Regions from separate parts of the Sus scrofa genome. Here region 2 is linked to region 1. The links are chromatin contacts, called in public HiChIP or PLAC-seq maps. All regions are on one chromosome and are shown on one strand. Each heading gives the region's core, a stretch centred on a gene start, on an enhancer-like site or on the middle of the called end of the contact. The rest is flanking DNA. Distances are from core to core; before and after follow the strand shown. Region 1 overlaps C14H12orf49 (UPF0454 protein C12orf49 homolog). Region 2 overlaps MED13L (mediator of RNA polymerase II transcription subunit 13-like).

Evidence for each region. HiChIP or PLAC-seq counts read pairs in DNA pulled down with a chosen protein or histone mark.
Region 2: a contact with region 1 is called in an H3K27ac HiChIP or PLAC-seq map of alveolar macrophages. The contact joins two enhancer-like sites. A contact is called at or near these places in 2 of 2 datasets of contacts at active chromatin or transcription factors (alveolar macrophages and skeletal muscle).

The regions. Positions count from the first base shown.
Region 1 is chr14:35,815,701-35,819,402 of Sscrofa11.1, reverse strand. The region is part of intron 4 of C14H12orf49 (UPF0454 protein C12orf49 homolog); the gene reads right to left. Among named protein-coding and RNA genes, the nearest start is that of C14H12orf49, 110 kb to the right of the region's middle. Within about 2 kb of position 1,407, at least 6 of the 83 cell types and tissues checked have an H3K27ac peak or open chromatin away from gene starts, as enhancers often do. A contact at or near this core is called in alveolar macrophages, where this site is marked.
Region 2 is chr14:36,124,137-36,127,690 of Sscrofa11.1, reverse strand. All of the region lies in intron 2 of MED13L (mediator of RNA polymerase II transcription subunit 13-like), which reads right to left. Among named protein-coding and RNA genes, the nearest start is that of MED13L, 64 kb to the right of the region's middle. Within about 2 kb of position 1,275, at least 15 of the 83 cell types and tissues checked have an H3K27ac peak or open chromatin away from gene starts, as enhancers often do. A contact at or near this core is called in alveolar macrophages, where this site is marked.

The DNA.
Region 1 (3,702 bases), core at 158-2,657:
CTGCGAATTCTGTACGCCTTGTCCCCTCAGAGGTCTACCATTCACACTCTTGCATTCTGGGTCCTCCAGAAAAGACCCACTTAAATGTGTTTAATCCGGCATTTCCACAACCTCTTTGATGACTGCTAAGATTGGATGATCTCTAAGATCTCTTCCAATTGTGACTTTGTGGGATTGCCCTTAACCTAATCATCTCAAAGAGAGAAGACATGGATGGCTAGGACGGGGTCAGGCAGGGAATGTGGGGAGGGTTTAGGCAAACTTTCATCCTTTTTATACTTTAATTTTTTTTTTTAAGAACCTATGTATGTGGTTTAAAAATATTCAAACGGTTAAAAAAAAAAAAAGCTGTACAATGAAAATAAATCTCTCTTCCACATCTCTCCCCCAGGCCTTCACAAGATACAACACCCCACTCTTATTTATTCGTCCAGAGATAATTCTATTCATATATAAGCACATATATAGATATGTTCCTTGTTTTGCACAAATGGTAGTCTGCTATATTTATTGTTTTCCACTGTGCTTTTTTTTTTTTTTTAACTTATCTTGAAGATTTCTGTATCAGCAGGTACAGATCAGGGTTTCTCAATCTTGACACTGCTGATATGATAGGCTGCGTAATTCTTTGTTGTAGGGGCTGCACTGTGCATTGTAGGATGTTTAGCAGCATCCCTGGCCTCCCCTCACTAGATGCCAGTAGTGCTGCCCCTTCGCCCTCAATTATGACCACTGAAAATGTCTCCAGACTTTGGTAAATGTCCTCTGAAGGGGGGTGGGGGTGGGGCAGTAAAGCTGCCCTGAGTGGGAACTACTGATATAAATCTACCTCATTCTTCCAAAGGGCTGTCCAGTCTTCTATTGCACAATTTACTCACCCAGCCGCTTACTGGTGGCCACTTAAGTTGTTTCCAGTCTTCAGTTAGCATAAACAATGTTATAATGAATATTCTTGCACATGTCTCTTTGGCACATAAACATACATTTATCTGTTTGCTAAATCTCTATGACATTGTCTTGTTCACCACTCAGTAAATACTGGTTAAGTAAATATACAAATAGAAGGAGAAGAATCGGAACTGGGAGCTTGCGATTCCTACCTGTTCCGCCAAGTCGGGGAAATTCTGCTTATGATTGAAGGAAATGAGGCCAGTGCAATGAGAGAAAAGGCACCAAGAGATGGAGTTCTCATCTAAGCCTCTGGATCCAATCTGCCTGAAGCTAGATCCTCCTGGATTTGCCCATTTTGTGAGTCAATGGATTTTTCTTTACTCCTTAAGCCTGTTTGAGTTGGAGTTTTGTAACCTACAACTAAAAGACTGCTGGGTGTCAGCAGAAGCATTACCCCCGCAAGAAGCCTGTCCTGACTCAACCCTCTTCTCTGGGCTCCTACAGATCCAGTGTTGTGTGTGCATAGTTAAGTACTTCCTCTGTGAGAGTCACTGTCCCCCCATGGGGTTCCTCACCCCTGTATCCACAGCCCTTGCCCAATCTGGATACTCAAAATGCTCTGATGAATAAATGAGCGTTAGTACCATATGACTTGTGGCCTCAATGCCTCAGCTAAGTGGAGGCTCAATAAATCCATGCAAGGAGCCTCCTGGCAGCAGGAGAATCCTCTTAACTTGATTCCGGAAGCTCTGCTAAAGGAGCAAAACAATACCTGCTCCAGGGCACAAGGCTGTGAAGGGAGGGAGGGGTTCCTAGGGGTGAGGGGCTATCTTCCAGGAATCTCTGCTGTCCTGACCGCCCACTGGACGTCACTGGGCAAATGGCCCAATGGCCCCTAACGTCTCTGACTGTGCTTAAACTTTCCACTCACTTCCAGAACAGGTTTGGCTTCACTGGGGAACTATCCTGCTTCAGCAAATCACGCCCCACCTGCTGCAAACAAAGCACACCGTTTACATCATGAATGTTTATAAAGTGCTCTGAGCATCTTGGACAAGAGCCTCCACACAAGCACAAAGCATTACAGGCCAGCAGAAAGGACAAGAATCTCCCTCAACAGATTCCAGTCTGTAAAGTGACCCGATTCTATGCCAGTTCATGCAAGAGGATCCCAAGAAGGAAGGAAGATAATGAGCACACGTGTACATACGAATGCTAGGAGTGTTCACATGCATTCCGTACTATTAAGTGAGCACCTACTGTGTGCCAGGCACTGGTCTAGGTGTTCATCATTAAACCAAAGCTTTCATTCCAGCAGGGGGAGGCAGGCAAGGAAGAAAGGAGTCATTTCAAAAACAAATAAATGTTATAAAGAAAGGAGAATGGGGAGGGTGGGATAAAGAGAGGCTTTGAAGAGATGCTACTGGAGGCTGGGAAATCACTTGTCACCTACTCAACCCCCACAACCACCTGATGTCACTGCCCCCATTTTATAGAAGAGGAGGCTGCAGGTAAGAGCACCGCAACCTGCCCCACAGTCACATAGAAAGAGCAAGCATCTTAAGGGTACCTGGGGTTTGTTTTAAGCAAGTTTGGTAAGACAATGACACTGAAATGATTGTCATGAAGAAATAATTTTATTACATCCACAGATTCCTAGAGACAGGAGGCATGGCCTTCTCCGTAGGATCACATGGGGAAGCATCAGGGTCAGTCTGGAGGCAAAGGCAACAAGGGAAAAACACACACAAGAACTTTTACCAGTTTCTCCTGGAAGGAGTGGGTGAGGTAGGGCAATCAGGCTCAGGATAGGCTAGTTTGAATAATCTCAGGAAGATCTCAGGCCTAGGTGCTGTCCCCAGGTTGTGTGCCCTGGGGTGAAAAGGGCAGGTGGGTTGTAGCTCAGAGGGTGAGAGCCCCAGAAAGGAGAGGAGTGGAGACCAGGAGCTCTGGATCACTTGGTTTGCATTTGAAAGGTATGCTTCCTAGTGAACTGTTCATTATACCCAAGAGTTGGCTAAGCCGGGGAGCGGCAATCCCTACTGGGTAGCAAGGTCCCAAGATGTTCAAAGCATCAGAATACAGGAAATAAGACATAGTTAATACACAGACCCAGCCTGGGGTTCAAGTTGCCCCCCTTGGCTGCCCACAGTCACTGCAGGAACCAAGACCCTGGTTAAGAGGGGCTCTCCAACAGGTTGGGTTCAGCTCCATATGGAAAGAGCAGTGTTGTTCTTATATCACTTAAGACATGGGCTCATTAATCTCATAAGCTGGCAGACAGAAGGGCAACATGAGATAAAGACAGGTCCCTAAATTGTGAAGCTGATGAGAAGGAAAATGAGTTTGTGCCAGGATGCCCCTAAATTGTTTTCTTTTCTCATAAATTCTGCCCCATTTCAATTCAGAGCTTGTTGTTAAGAGCAGAGGACAGAGGAGGTGGTGTCCTTGATTAAAACAACACAAATACTGTTTTCAAAAATGTAGCTGGCTGGTGCCCATGTTGTTTTAATTTGCTGGGACCAGATTGTCCAGCCCTCATGGATTTGATCCCAGACAGGCTCGTTTGACTTATTCAGAGAAAAACTCTGTTTTCAGCCACAAACTGTACCCCTTACCCTGGCCAAATATGTCGCAAACCTCACTAAAGGTCCCAAGAGTTGTTGTCCAGGACTCCCAAGCCCACCTTCTGGATCCCATCTCCAGATGCTACTTGTATGTCATTTGGGTGGCACTGGTCCCAGGAAGAACCACAGAGCTGAGCTAGGCTTAATCTCAGGATGAGGTACAAACATATGGCAGGTACTCCAT
Region 2 (3,554 bases), core at 26-2,525, 310 kb before region 1:
CTGGCATTAGGTCCTATAGACTGTCTTCTGGGAAGCTGCTATAGCAATCAGAGATGGCTATCCTAAAAAGAAAAAAGCAACTACCATTGTCAATTATAGTCTCAATACTGGCATCTAAAAACAAATGGAAGAAAAATCACTTTATAAGTTAAGTATAAAGCCTACTGTTTCCATAACTTGCATGGTCTCATGAACTTCTACAGTTTAAAACTGTTTTTACTCTCCTTCAATAAACTAAGCACATTCCTTTCCCACTATTTCCCCTTCACAAGAATATAGGGACCAATGTACTAAGAGAGGGATAGGAAAGGAAGCGGAAGGGGTAGGGGAGACCTCTCAGCTGTATAAAAAACCAGGAGTTTTTACCTTTGCTTCTAAATCAATGGCAAAAACAAGTATGGAAGGGCAAATATTTTGGAATTAAAAAATAAACAGTAGGAGTTCCTGTTGTGGCTCAGCAGGAACAAACCCAACTAGTATCCATGAGGGCACGGGTTTGATTCCTGGAGCCGCTCAGTGGGTTAAGGATCTGGCATTGCTACAAGCTGTGATGTAGATCACAGACACAGTTTGGATCTTGCGTGGTGGCTATGGCTAGGATGTAGGCCAGCAGCTGCAGCTCAATTTAGACCTCTAGCCTAGGAACTTCCACATGCTTCAGGTGTTGCCCCCCCCCCCCAAAAAAGACAAAATAAAATAAAACCACGTCTGCAAGTTTCTCCTGGAGAGCAAGTTACTTATTCCCCCCAACATTTTGCAATTTATTCCCCCAAATTCCTAAATTTGATGCTTCTGATTACTTGCATATAATGATCACTACCAAATAAGAGATACTTTTATTTTAAAGGGCATTATTTCTGGCTAAGACTAAATTTAGTTGTAAGTAGAAAAAACAAGAAGTGTTCTTAAGCTCAGAATTTAAAGTTTATACCTAGGAAATAAAGCATTACATCCATCTCCTATAGATTCTCTCAGTAACTCTACCACACAAAACACGCGCCTTAAGGGGAAAAAGGAAAAAAACAAAACAAAACAAAACAAAACCTGAGTTACCTTTAAAAGTGCAATCAAGTCACAGAGTAAAATGTAGGATTCCTTAGTGATATAAACAACTCGACTGGATACAAAGTTCTGAAACTCTTTTTTAATCAACAGGTCAGGTTAAATAACAACTACAAAATATAATATTCTCCTGCCAATTTGTTGCAGTCATGGTAACAACAACAATGAAACTAAACTGTTTCTTTCCCATCTGACTCATCTTGTTATGCAATAACTCAGTTCTGAGAGTCAAGAGCCATTTAATGAAACTGGAATTACTTACTAAGAAACCATCTATCTTCCCTTAGACTGTCAAAAGGTTTTTTAAAAGGAGAAAAAGAAAAGGAAAAAGTTTTTCAATACCTATTACAAAGATGTGAAACTGAAGCAAATATTTTCAAAATAACTGTAAAAACCAAATTAACCCCAAATCAAAATTTCAACACTAGATTTATATCCATCCCAAATTTAGATTTAATATAAGTAACACTAAAACTTCTCCCTATTTAGGAACCAGCAATATCTACAGAAAACAAAGTAAGAGCTTCCTTCTCTTGGTCTCCCTTAAACAACTTAGGAGGAATGAATAAAAATGGCTGACTCAAAATCACTTCACTCAACATCCACAAAAGTAAATAAAATAACCCAATCCACAACAAAAAATTTGATCTAACACTATAATTTCTATACAGTGGCCAGAAAGTACATTTGATTAGATCTGCACTACCCCACAGCCACAGCAAAACTGGATCCAAGCTGCGTCTATGACTTACATGGCAGCCTGCAGCAACACGAGATCCTTAACCCACTGCACAAGGCCAGGGATCAAACTTACATCATCACGGATACAATGTCTAGTTCTAAACCTGCTGAGCCACAGTGAGAACTCCTGTTTTGGAGGAACTTTCGATTTTACAAGTTATTAAAATCTACAGAAAAATTGCAAAGGATATCATTATATATGTACAAACAACTAATAATAGGTTAATTCTTTAAATGTTCCAATAAAAATGTTTTGGGGGAGGGGTGGTTTAAATATTTTATTTCTGCTTTAGTCATGCTCAATAATCTAACATTATAATATGATCTTTGTTCTTTTTCACCTACAAATGAAGTTGTCTAAATGATAATCAATACCTTCTTTACATGAATATTCTCTTAATATCTTTCTTTCAAAAGTGACAGAAGCATATTTACAGGCTATTTTTCTCGGCAGTCTCAGAGAAATCTATCACCACACATTCCATATACCTTTCAAAGGCTTGGTCCACTGTCTACAGAATAAAGCCTTACACAATCTGATTCCTACCTATCCTTCTGGCTTCAACTATCCTCTCTTACCCAGTCACCTCCTCTACCACATATTCTATAAGTCCTGAACACATGGAGTTACTCAGCCTCAATTCAATTCAACTTATCCTATCCTGTTAAAATACAAAAACCTAAGGTGGTGGGATAAGAGCTCCCATTGCGGCACAGCAGAAACGAATCTGACTAGTAACCATGAGGTTGCAGGTTTGATCCCTGTCTTCGCTCAGTGGGTTAAGGATCCAGCATTGCTGTGAGCTGTAGTGTAGGCGGGAGAGGCAGCCTGGATCCTACATTGTTGTGGCAGGGGTGTAGGCCAGTGGCTACAGCTCCAAATCGACCCTTAGCCTGGGAACTTCCATATGCTGCGAGTGTGGCCCTGAAAAGCAAATAAATAAATAAATAAAATATAAAAATAAAAAGTGGGATCATATAATTCTTGATTTTTTTTTTTTTTTTTTTTTTTTTGCTTTTTAGGGCCGCACCTATGGCACATGTAATTTCCCAGGCCAGGGGTTAAACCGGAGCTGCACCTGCTGGCCTATACCACAGCCACGCAGGATCCGAGCCACATTTGCAACCTACACCACAGCTCATGGCAACACCGGATCCTTAACTCACTGAGAAAGGCCAGGAATTGAACCTGCATCCTCGTGGATACTAGACAGGTTCGTAACCCACTAGGCCACAACGGAAACTCCTATATTTTTTAATTTTAGATTCACAAAGCCTAACACAGTATTTAAGAAAGAATAATTGTTCAATGTATGTTTAATAGATAAATTATGGATCCAGCTTCTTTCTCTATACTTCAGGTTGATTAATTTTAATACCAATAAATTAAACTCACATGAAATTCAACATTAAAGAATTAAAACACCAGATGTGACTAAAATTATACAAAACGGCTATTTAGTGTCCCTCGTATTTCACCAGGAATGATGGAAGAAACTCTCCATGTCTCCTTGCCGCCAACTTCCCTGCTCCAATTTATTTGACCTATTACAACCCAGATTAATCCTTCTAACTGTTCCAGACTCTGAAGAGACCCTGCTAATGGTCTAGTGAATGGTGGTAACGCCTTAACCCACTATTCAATAGCCAAGCTGAAATACTAGCTATGACCAATGACTCTACTATGCCTTTGCCCTGGGTTCATCACTTTTACTAGATTACCTTTTCTTCCTCTTGTACCTGAAAGTCGT